Linked DNA regions of Mus musculus: region 2 is linked to region 1. Evidence: chromatin contacts called from public HiChIP or PLAC-seq data. All regions are on one chromosome and are shown on one strand. The core of a region is the stretch at or near the end of the contact, and the rest is flanking DNA. Distances in the headings are between cores, read along the strand shown. Region 1 overlaps Rap1a (RAS-related protein 1a). Region 2 holds the start of Tmigd3 (transmembrane and immunoglobulin domain containing 3).

The links. HiChIP or PLAC-seq counts read pairs in DNA pulled down with a chosen protein or histone mark.
Region 2: a BATF HiChIP or PLAC-seq map of CD8 T cells shows a contact between it and region 1, with 6 read pairs. The contact joins the promoter of Tmigd3 here to the enhancer-like site in region 1. A contact is called at or near these places in 3 of 39 promoter capture datasets (the HPC-7 cell line, cranial neural crest and hippocampal neurons), 6 of 484 Hi-C or Micro-C datasets (bone marrow-derived macrophages, brain, group 2 innate lymphoid cells and 2 more), 3 of 115 datasets of contacts at active chromatin or transcription factors (CD8 T cells, heart atrium and microglia) and 3 of 9 other capture datasets (adipose tissue, liver and pancreatic islet).

The regions. Positions count from the first base shown.
Region 1 is chr3:105,760,116-105,766,427 of GRCm38.p6, reverse strand. The region is part of intron 1 of Rap1a (RAS-related protein 1a); the gene reads left to right. Among named protein-coding and RNA genes, the nearest start is that of Rap1a, 38 kb to the left of the region's middle. Within about 2 kb of position 2,792, at least 80 of the 459 cell types and tissues checked have an H3K27ac peak or open chromatin away from gene starts, as enhancers often do. A contact at or near this core is called in CD8 T cells, the HPC-7 cell line, bone marrow-derived macrophages and 2 more, where this site is marked.
Region 2 is chr3:105,868,633-105,874,944 of GRCm38.p6, reverse strand. Tmigd3 (transmembrane and immunoglobulin domain containing 3) reads right to left here and starts at 4,087. Exons shown (of 7, transcript NM_027025.4): 1 at 3,934-4,087.

The DNA of each region.
Region 1 (6,312 bases), core at 1,543-4,042:
TGACCCAGCTATACCACTCTCTGGCAGATACCCAAAGAACTGGACACCCTACTCCAGAGCTACTTGCTCAGCAGTGTTCATTGTTGCCCTATTCAGAATAACTAGGAAATGGAAACAACATAAATGTCCCTCAGTAGATGAATTTATAATAAAAACATGTGGTACATCTACACAGTAGAATACTATTTAGCTGTAAGGAAAAATGGAATCATGAAATTTGTAGGTAAGTGGATAGACCTAGGAAAAATTACATTGAGTGAAGTAACCCAGACCTGGAAAGAAAAAACAAAACAAAACACTACATGTTCTTTCTCATCTATAGTTCTTAGCTCCAAATCCAAATATAGAACATGGAATAACCACAGAAACCAGGAAAGTAGAGAGAGACCATGGCAGGAGTGCCTGGCAGAATAGCAGGATACAAGTGATATGAAACAGGAAACAAAAATGGAAGGGGGGGTCTAAAGACTGAACTCTCTTGGTGGCAATCTTAGAGGTCCTGTTGGTGTGTGTGTGTGTGCTTGAAACATAAAAGTTTTGAATTTTGATGTCCAGTTTTTTTTTCCCTTTTAGTGGTTGTGTTTCAAGTGTCATGCCTCCAAAGTTATTGCTAACCCGTGTCATGCAGTTTCTATCTGTGTTTTCTTCCATGGAACTTTACTTAAGCTATATCGTTTAGAGTGTGAGCCCCATTTGGTCAGTTTTAATATACAAAATGGGATCATTCGTTTTTTACATGTACATCTGGTTTCCTGGCACTGTTTATTGAAAAATTGTCCTTTCCTGACTGTCTCCTGTAAAACATAATTTGGCTGTGTTTGTGAAGATTTATTTCTGAGGTCCCTATTTTCTACAATTCCTCTATATATTCATTTCTACACTGTTAAGAACATGAGGTTCTTAATAGATGTGGGGGTGCCTGCCTCTAGTCTCAGCACTTGGGAGGCACTGAGGCTGAAAGATGGCTTCTAGTCTACATAGTGAGTTTCATTCCAGCCAGAGATACATAAAAAGACCCTGCCTCGTATACTCATATAACAGCAAAATACTAACTTCTCCTTTAATTTCTTTTTTAAAACTTGGAATAGTAGAAATATATTGTTTCCAAATATTTGGAGATTCTCATATCTTTGCTACTGATTCTAAATTTGATTCTATCAGTTAGGATATATTTTGCTCCATGCAGTTAATTTTTTTATTATATATATTAAGTACGCAGCTTAATATTATACATATTAAGTACACAGTTTCTTAAAAGACTAAAGATCATAATGTCTAGAACTGAGAAAATAAGTAAATAAAGTTATATAAAAGAACAAACATAAAGACTTGTTATATATTCAGAAAACTGACTTTTTTAAAGTTCACTTATTTAAAAATATTGATACAGGATGTAAGCCATTAACTATTGCTTCACTGCCTTAAAGAACAATTTTATTAGTGCTGCTTATGTGGAGAGACGAAAACTACTCATGTGACTATCATGTCTTAGTGACACAATTCAATGGGGGCATTTTTATATTATGGAAAAGATAACAAGTTTAAGTATTGATCATTTTAGAAATACTGCCTAAACATTTAAATATACATTCCTTCCCCAATCTATTCTAATACAGTTTATGGACTATTAAGTCAAGCTTCAGAAGTTAAACTTTTAGCATTGATATAGTCAAGCTGTAAAAGGAACTGAGACTGGATTCTGACAGTTTTTCTTTCTTACATAGAGCACTATCTATTAGAAATGAGGATGTTAACTATTCCACACTGGAATCAGTTTCAAAGATGAGGCCAGGAAACCATGAAATGGATTGAAAAGGGATGAAAAGTGATGGGGAAGAGGAGCAGGCTCACCACAGCAGAGCATAGCAATTTCGTGGAAAACAAAAGGCATTTTGTATGGATTAAATTCCCTTACATTTATTGAGACTTGTATTTATAGTATAGAGTATTTACTCTGTTGGTAAATTTTTATATCCCCTGAAAAACAATATATATTCTATTGTTGTTGGTGGAATATTCTCTGAGTGTGGGTCAACCCTGTCCTTACTGGCTTTGCCTATTAGATCTGTCAGTTACTGACAGGTGCTATCATCTGTCAGTACAGTACTATTATTATAAGCAAATGTGAGAGATTTGTTTCTGTTCTCCTTGTTTATACATTTTGGTATGTTGTGTATTCATTTCCAGCAAATGTTATTTGTTAGATCAGCAAAAGGAAAAGTGAAGTTTATGGTTTAAACCATTGTCATTTCTAAAGAATCTCACAGTTCTTGCAAGGTAGGCCTGTTGATGACAAATCTGTTCAGTTGTTGTTTGTAGAAGTCTTTTCTCCCTCATTTTGAAGGATAATTGACCTAGATACACAATTATATTGCGGCAGATTTTGTCTGAATGATTTAAACATTTTGCTTTATATCCTTTTTTGTGGTTGGAAGAAAATTCTGATGTAATTCTTATCTTAGCTCCTCCTCCCTCTGGCTCTTTTGGCCATTTTACTCTTTGTTTTATTTTCTTGCTGTCTGAGTATCTGCCCAAGTAGATGTTTTTATGTTCACTCTACTTGGTGTCCTCTGCATTTTCTGAGTTTGTGGTTTAATGTTTTTCTTGTTTGTTTATTTTTTAGCAGTCTCCCCCTCTTCCCAGATCCTCTGCTTGGCTTCATCTTCAACTTGGAAACTAATTCTTGCCACCTCCACTGCAGCTGCTTTGGTCCATGCTGTCTTGGGTGCTTGCGGTTGTCTTCATTCTTCTTCCTGCCTTTGCCCTTTATCTATTTCATAGCTAGAGGAAGCTTGACAGCCTCTCTGCTCAGTCATCCAGTGGCTTCCTGTCTCATGCCAGCTAACAGCCAAAGTCTTTGCCATGGCCTGAAAGGCTGGATTTAGCTCCGTTTAGGATCTTCTAGTAATTAATCCCTATTGCTTGCCAGTCTTAGGGCCCTCTTTTTCTTATGGAAGTTGCCAGTCTTCTGGAGGCTTTGCCACCTTGCTCTTTTGCACACCTCTGTTCTTTAATTTCCTCTGGCCCCCACACACTCAAATACTGCTTTTGAAAACATAAACCACATCGTCCATGAGCTCCTTTCCCCATTTTGCTGCGTCATTATTCTCTGAAGTGTTTGTTTGTTTGTTTGTGTTACTGGGAATTCAAACCAGGCCCCATCTCCTCACTAAAGCATTTTACCTGCAGAGGAAATCTCTGGCAGAGGAGAATATGGTACACTGAAGAAAATGAATGAAAGCCAATTATGCTGGACTGTTGAGAACAGAGGGGGCACATTGTAAGATAAATCTAGGGAGGGATTTAGAGTTCAAATTATAATGTTCCCTCTTAGGCCTTAAGCATTTCTATCTTTATATTTAAAGGTAATGGTGGTCACTAATAAATCATATTACTCACTTGGAGGGTTATAAGGAAGTAGTTACTAAAGTGACTGATTTGTCATGTTATGAAAATCATCCCAGCTACTTTGTAAAGAATAGAGTGGAGGGGGTATATTACTTACTTTTTGGGGTTTTGTTTGTTTGTTTGTTTGTTTGTTTTCTGTGATAAAACACTGTGACGAAAGCAACTTATAAAAGAAAGTGTTTAATTGGTTGGGCTTACAGTTTCGGAGGGTTGGGGTCCACCATGACAGAGCCCTGTGGTAGCAAGCAGCAGGCACGTTAGCTAGTGCAGCAGTGAGAGCTCACATCTCAAACAGAAAGAATGAGTGCACTAGGAATAATGAGAGGTTTTGGAAGCCTCAAATTTTGACCCTGTAACATACTTGCCTCAAACAGGGCTACACCTAATCCTTCTCAAACTGGATTTACCAACTGGGTACCCTGTATTCAAATATATGAGCCTACACTGGCCATTCTAATTAAAATCACCACAGGGAAAAGACTGAGTTTGCTGCAATCAGATGACAGTTGGTTCCAGTGATTTAGGTGTCAGTTTTTGGTAGGTTGTTGATGACCATTTAAAAAAGAATGGTTGGAGCAGTAAACCTTCAATGAAATATATTTATAAATATCCTTAATTAGCAATTTTTATCTCCTAATTTTTATCTCATCAGAATGAGCTTTCTAATTTTATACAATCTTTTGATTCTATTTTGAGAAAATAGAATGTCTGATGTAATGTAGATCTTTAATACACATCCTAGAAAGCCCTGTGTCCTTTTGTATGTTTCTTAACATATAGCACAAAATCAAGCATCTCTATTATTTAACTTTCATTTACATTAGAGCTAGACTTGGTTTTGTTTTCACCCTTTATTTTGGAGTATAAGGCAACATTATAGTTTCAGATTGTTAAATAAACCATATGTAATAAAGTGTTGACAGGAAATATGACCTGAGTTCTGGAAGAGTGGCTGTTCTCCATTTGAGTGTATAGGAAAGAGAACAGGTGTGAGGTCATCTCCAAAGGAGAAGAGAACACATACTCAGTGGCTGCGACTCACTGGGGGCAGGGGGGCAAGGAGGCTGGGAAGTGTTGCTCTTCCCACACTACCTTGTGCTACCCCTAGAAACCTACCTGTGCTTTTATACAAGTCTGCTCTGTTTCTAATTGCTACCGTGTTGGGGTCAACTTTTGTACTACATGTTTTCTCAACACTACCACTAAATGCACAGTCAAAGATAATCAGAGAACCTAGAGTGTAAAGTGCCTCTTGCCTAATTAATTGTTATACTCATTTTGCATAAACCAGGCCTGTTTTGGGGTTTCTTTACCTCCAAAGTGAAGACCATTCATTTTCTCCAATGTAGCCCTTCCCTACAGCTAACCTCCAATGGAAAAGAATCCAAATCTGCTTTGGGTTTTATCAATTCCAGTTGGCAAAATAAACTTTTCAATGAGACAATGCCTGCAGGCAATGTGTTGTGTTGTTTTGTTTCAGCTTCAAAAAAGCTGACTAACTTTGTCCCCTGGTTTTGTTGTGGCAGCAAAGTGCCTTCGACTTCCCAGCATCACCTCAGGCTAGGGCCACTTCAATTGTAGACCAATTCTGTACCTTTCAATCTAAGGTTAAGAATCAGTATGTATCCTCCAGCTGCCTTGTAATTTAGGGTTCCTACATTGATAGGGTTGGTGAACGTTGTGTGTATATTATCTTATTTGTTGTTCACACCAGTGTTTTTGAACTGGTAAAGATTAACCAATATCTCATTTTCCAGCCCCATTTTCATTCGATTCTAAAGGCTTCCTAGGTTATTGAACTGGGAACTCAGTGGGAAAGATGGACATTAGTGTTCAATAAAATCTCGCTTTGAATCCAGCCTTAATTATTTCATGCAGTATTTATTGAATATCAACCATTCCCAAGTACTGTTTGAGGTACTAGGATGGCGTCTTTCTTTATAATATTAGGGAAGATATATTAACCTTGAAGCTGCTAAAAATTAAAATATATTATTAGTAGGCAGCTTGAAAAAAATTGTTTCCTTCCCTTCCTGTGGTCTTCCTCCAGTTTATTCCCTGCTGACACCCCCCTCCCCCCCATTCCATTCTACGTGGTGCTTACAGGGCTCTTTCCTGCTTTGTAATACAGATGTTCTAGGTTCTTAGGATATTATAGGAGACCACAGTAACCTGATGCCTGCTAAATCCATCCTTTGTGGGACTGGAGAAATAGCTAAATTGCCAGTTGTGCTTGCTGCTCTTGTAGAGAACCAGAGTTCAGTTCCCAGCACCTACATCAGATGACTTAAAACTACCTGTAACTCTAGCTCCAGGGGATTCAACACTCTCTTCTGGCTTCTGTGGTTATTAGCACTTACATGCCACACCCTCATACAGACACATAAATACTACGTGGTTGTTCCTCCTCTCACTTTATGTGTTACAGTAAAAGCTCACTAGCTTACTCCAAGTCTCTTGAATCTGCCCCCCACCCCGAAATTCCACATCCTTTATACTCTACTTGTACTGTCTTCCTCTCCTGGCCTTCAAGTATTACATATAAAACACAGTGATGTATACTCTTTACACCCCCTCCCATCGCCTTCCAAAGGTGAGCCTGTGTATAAATGCAAGTTTCTGTATCGTGTATATGGGTAGAGGCAAGTTGACATGTTAGCCAGTGAACTCTGAAGTCAAATTGCTTTAGTTTGAATCATGCCTTTTCTTTTTAGATATGGACTCGTTAGCATATTATCTATTAATTAGTTCTTACCTTCTGAGCTTAGTATGACTTCCTCCTTCACAGCTGACACTGGAGGTTGAACCTGTGGCCTTGCCTACACCAAGCAGATATATTGCCACTATACTATGTCCTCAGGCCCCTTAGTATGAGTTATCTATACTAAGTGAAATGTAGGCTGA
Region 2 (6,312 bases), core at 2,838-5,337, 110 kb before region 1:
GGGACCACAATATGAATACAAGCATATGCCATCTCATAACATACCAAATGTATCTTTGAATACCAGTACAACCTCATACAGCATAATAACAGCAGGACATTCAATTGTCTTTGTGTAAGAATTGGATCTTCTTTTAAGTCCTAAGTATAAAACAGTATAAAAGGATGTGGGGGCAGTGCTGGAGAGATGGCTCAGTGCCCAAGAGCACTTGCTGCTTTTCAGAGGACCCAGCTTCAGTTTCCATCACCTACCTAGTGGCTCACAACCATCTGTAATTCCAGTTCCAGGGGATCCATGCCCTCATCTGACCTCTGCAGTTACTGCATGCAGTATACATACATGCAGGTAGGTAAAACACTCATGCTGCTTATAAAGATAGCATATGGGTAAATGACAGGGCCAGAGAGGGTGACCCTGGGACCCTGGATATCTGGTTTTCTCAATGCTGAGTTCCTAAAAAAAGCAGGGCTGGTCTCCCCCTATACCCTAAAGCTGCTGAGGGCACCCTGTCATACACAGAGGACTGGTAAGCTCTTGACTGTTTTTACTGATCAATTTTCATGTGTTCCTTTCCAAACATGGTTTTCTGACAGGCTCTTGAAAAGGAAGTCTTCTCCTCCTTGCCCCTTCCCATGACCTGGAATGGGAAAAACTGATCCCTCGGGGAAGGGCTATGTATAACCTGCCGAGAAAGTCTCAGGGAGTACCGAAATGACGCAAATACAAAAAAGAGGCAGAGCTGGGCATGGTGGTGAATGCAGGCAATCCAAGCACATGGAGACAAGAGCTTCTCAAGTTCAAGGGTAGTCTCAGCTCTACAGCAAGTTTCAGGCCAGCCAGAGCTATATAAGAACCCATCTCAAAGAAAAAAAGAGGCTACAGGGATAGTGCAGTCTGTAAGTGTTAGCCTTGTAAGGCACAAAGGCCTGTGTCCAATACCCAGAACTGATGTTTGGAAAAGAAAGACAGAACTTTAAAATGTTAGGTGTGAGCCTGGGCTTGTAATCCCTGCACTGAGGAGGCAGAGAAAAACGGATCTCTGAAGCTTTCTGCACAGCCAACCTAGCCAACTTGGTGGGATCCAATCCAGTGACAAGGCCCAGTTTCAATCAGAAAGGAAAAGAAGGTGAGGATGACACCTGGGGTTGACTTCTGCTCCCCCCCCCCATGCACACTTGCATATACATCTATGCAAATGCACATGCATACTTTCTTTAGATGAATAATAAATAAGTATGTGCATATATGAGCACATGAACGGTCAGGTGTGTGCTCTCAATGACACAACTACCCCTTACTCTCCACCCTGTTTCTCCTCCCATTATTTCCTACATATGCCTGGTGATCAGAACACAAAGGTGATGAATAGTTAGGAACTATACCCAGAAGTATAGTCATGGCTCTCCTGAATTCAGGAGGCATGAAACTTAGGTAACACCCCATTCACTGTAAATCAGTCCAGCATTTTGGCTGTAAGTAATGGATTTGGGAGCCAGACTCAATGATCTAGCAACTTTGTGACTTTACTCTTCTGTGCCTCAGTTTCTCCATTTTTTAAAATTTGGAATTATTTTTTTATTTTGTTTTTTTTTTATTAGGTATTTATTTCATTTACATTTCCAGTGCTATCCCAAAAGTCCCCAACCCGCTCCCCTACCCACTCCCCCACCCACCCACTCCCACTTCTTGGCCCTGGCATTCCCCTGTGAGTTTCTCCATTTTTAAGGTGTTGATGATAATAACACAGAGTCACACTGAGTATTATATGAATTCAATTCATTAAGTACCTTTAACAGTACCTGGCAGAGTCAAAACCAAATAAATGCCCATTTTATTATCACTGTGGTTAAATGCCTCTACTAACTCTCACCTCTAATCCTATTGTCTTTTGTAACAACTTGCTTAAGATTTACTGTTTAGAAATCATGCATGCACACATACACAAGCATGAACACATGGAGGAGTGCAGGGGAAAGAGGAAGGGAAGGGGGAAGGGAGGGAGGGAAGGAGAAATACTTAGAGGCTTGGTGGGGAGAAAATTTATCACTTTAGAAATTGTTCCCAACGAAAGGGTCAGGGCCATTTCAAGAATCATCTGATTAAGTCTGCGAGCAGTAGGCACAGAAATCCCTCTGGACTTCAAAAATCAGATGGGCATCTAGTCAAGTCATTCCTGTAGGGGGAGCTTACAAATTTAAACTGACATAGCAAAAGGAACCAAGCAGTCCAGGAATTCCATCATCTAAAATGGTTGTTGGGGGCAGGGCAAATGCTTAAAAGCAGGACAAAATGCTTAATGGCTTCTTGATCTACTGAATATCTTTATTATCTGATCTGATTGCTCTGTCACTTCCTGAAGCTGCGTGCTAACAGGGCTGAGACTCTCATTCATGAGCAGTGCATCTCCTGCTTCCTAGAGCTTATACCAGGGTGGATGAGAAGTATTCGTGTCCTCTAGAACAGAAGGAGAACCAAGGGGAAGTCCAAAAGGTGCTGGCTGTTGGACTCTGGAAAGCCAGTGGCCTGCTCCAGCCTCTGGCCATACAACAGCTTCATTGTATGAGGACAAAAAAACTTAACTGAGGCTTGCCTGCAAGCATATTTGAACTTGGACCTCTGGAGCAAGGGCTGGCAGCCAGTTTCCATGCCCAGACACGCCCCCTCCTCTCCTTCATTCTCTTCTCCATCTTTGCAAGAGCATTTAGTTCCATTTAAGTCCGGGAGACCTGGCAAAAACAACACTTGAAACGCCACTTCCATTTATGGCAATGGGATCCTCTATGCCAAGGAGACACAGCTTGTCAGCTCCCGAGTTCTTTAGACTCCGTGCTTCGAGCATCTGTCTTCTTTGCTTACACCAGCAAAAGGGCTAGACTTTTTTTTTTTTTTTGTCTTGTATATCTGCTTATTTATTTATTTTTTTAGGAGAATGACTTATCAGCAAAGGAACAGCATTCCAGATTCCTAAGACTACAGTGATCTTAGCCAGGCACACTGAGGTGAGGATACCAAAGCAGCATCTAAGAAGGTAGTCCCCCACTCTACCCCAGCCCCCAGCCCCAGATAAGCCATACTCTTGTCCTCCCTTTTTACTAGGTGTTAGCTTTATTAACATTTGCTATTCCGTGAATGCAACTAAGTCCTGAACTCAGGAAAGAAGAACGTTTTTTATCCTGCACAGTCGACAGAGGCTGGTTAATCTCTTGGTCTTTGAAGCCACGTCATCCCACACACCCTTCAGCCTGTCATTCCTTTTTGTCACTGGGGTCTGAATTCTTAGGGTGAGGTCATGTTTCAATTCTAACCTGTGGTTAGTTTTGGTGAGTTTGACACAAACCTCAACGTATCTGGGAAGAAAGAATTACAACTGAGGAACTGCCTCCATCACATTGGCTTGTGGGCATGTCTATGGGGGCATTTTCTCGATGAATGATTGATGTGGGAGGGCCCAGACCACTGTGGGTGGTGCCACTCCTGAGCAGGTGATCGTGGTTGTATAAGGAGTAGGCTCCTTACAGGATTCCTCTGTGGTGTCCCTGGGATTGAACTCAAGTCCTCAGGCTTGGCAGCAAGTACCTATACCTGCTGAGCCATCTAGTTAGGTCCTATTTTACCATAATTCTCCCCTTTCTCTCCCCTACCCCCGAACCCAATCTCTCTGACAAGCCCAAGATGGGGGGATTTGAACTCATGATTCTGCCTTGGCCATCAAGTGCTGGGATTACAGACATATAACATGACAGACACCAGTTCCACTCATTCTTGGTAAAGTTAAACTAATCCCTCTAGGTCTAGGATCAGGAGTCACCTACTCACTTTAAAAGTCTTATTATCCAATGTCGGGATAATATCGTCTCCTAACTCTGATCATTCACTTCCAGTCCAAGACTGATTGAAGGGCCGTAAGCATCTTTGCTTATCTGCTCTGCTTACCTGGATTCTCAGCGTTTTGAGCACGAGGATCATACTTTGCTCACCAGTGTTAATGTTAGCACATTAACCTAATACAGAGCTCTCCACATGTGCTTGATGAAGTCTAGCTGAGCACCTGAAGGCAAGCTGACACCCAGGCATCCTCCGGTGATGCGGGCTGCTATGTCAGCAGCAATTATGACACAGGTGCTTGTCTGTGATCAATTATGATCACAGAGCAGGCTTTTAAAGGGGAAACTTCTCTCTGGGAGAAATCAAAGCCATGTTTGCCAAAAAGTCCATGTAGCACCGTGAAGCCTCTTACAGCAAACTGTCAGAGAACTCTAGGCCTTTTGTGATGACTTGGAAAATTTTAGAAAGAAGGCAATTTAAACTTACAGTGTCTAAAAGAGCAATTTCAAGAAAATCAGTTTTATTTCACCACAACTAAGGAAGACATGTCTGATTTGGAATTCACAAATCTTAATAATAATAATTTTTTTAAAAACTGGCATAATAAGGGATACGAGCCACGTGGGGTCCATGACAACCAGGGTGAAAATAGGAGTGATCTTTATGACTTATTCAAGGTAATTCCTCTAACCACATACCCTTACTACTATTAAAGTCTTATCATTTTCTTTAAATGCCTGAATATTAAAGTGTTCTTAAATTCTTTAATTTAAAAAGAAACCTTCAGACAACTTCTTTGTTAGTTCATGTGACATTTCCACAATTAAAAAAAAAAAGAATGACTGGAGCCAAAAATTAAGCATGCCTGGTTGATACTGCTAATTAAAAATTCACTTCTTGGGCTGGGGATGCAGCTCCATTGGTAGAGTGCCTAGCATGCATGGAGCACTGGATTTGATCTTAGTACCGCATGCACTACATGTAGTAATACAGCCTATGATTGCAATGCTTAGGAGGTAGAAGAAGGAAGAACAAAAGTTCAAGGTCATCCTTCGTGGGACAGTGGACCATGCTAGGAAGCTTGGTAAGACAGAGCAGGTCTGAGAGTCTAGCACTTGGGTACACACCAGAGATGGTAGGCACCTCCCTGCTCCCTGCCAGATTCCTACCCTGGAACACGTGCCCACACTCCCCATGCTGGTCAAGTAGCCCAAAACAGAGTTCACCGTGCTAATGAGATACCTTGAGGCCCCGAGGGTTTAGCCAATAAGCTCTCCTTCCTGGACATTCCTCCTGCAAAAGAAACTTAATCTCTGGCCCACCTTGAGAAGTTGATACACATCCATCTCCCATGATGAACAGTCAATACATAGTATGGATAAACATGGACTGTCTCTTCCATTGAAACCATAGGAGCAGGAGCATGGAGAAGGCCTTCACCTACAGAGCTGCAGCCTAAGTCTCCCGTAGAAGGCCTCTCTGTGCTTCCAGACAACCATTGCTACCTTCACTGATGAGCTAAACCTGAGTCGCCCATTTCCCCTGCCTAGGTTCATCATCGAATTCATCCTCAGCACACGGGCCTCCATGCCCTCATCTTGGGGCCATGGACTCCCATCCTTCGTTTCTGACTCTTCTGTGCAACACCCCAGTGCTGACTGGGTGCCCAAGAGTCAGGGAACCCCAACTTTGGCCCCCTCCATCTTAGACTATGTCTTCCCACCCCCTGAGCAGTGTTTGGATGCTTCCCTAAAGCTCAGCACTGGATAGTGGTGACACAGGGAGACAGTTAAACACTCCCCACATGTTGCCTCCTCAGCAGCTGTGCCCAACACCTCAACTCCAACAGTGGGTGAATCACGGACCCACAATCCTTGGCTAAAGAGAACATTGAAGGTCATCATGAGATTCATAACTCTCCTGTCCTTTTCATATATATATGTATATGTATATGTATATGTATATGTATATGTATATGTATATGTATATGTATATGATGTATATGTGTATGTGTATGTGTATGTGTATGTGTATGTGTATGTGTATGTATATGTATATGTATATGTATATCTATGTATACACACACATGTATATATATATATGTATATATATATATATGCATGCACTTTTTGCCTTTAAATATATCCAAGAACTCTTGTCTAGAATACATAGACTTGAGGTCAGTCCTCAGCTGAAAACCAACCCCCACCCCAACCCCCCACAGGCCTACCATGTGTACAGATGATACAACTTCGCTGAAAAACATAATCATTCTTGCTCTCATTCACCATATGTGGGAGGGGGTGGTGGCCTGGCAAAGTCATCACGAATGGCCTGTGTGCCTTTGGAAGCTTTGGTATTACCACCTTCTTTCCATACACCCCTTGTTAGTCTGTGACTGATAGATCCCAGTAGGGTCTGAGGAAATTTCCTCATAAGCATGTCTCTCTTTCATCCTGGCTGCTGAGCCAACCTACTCCCCTCATC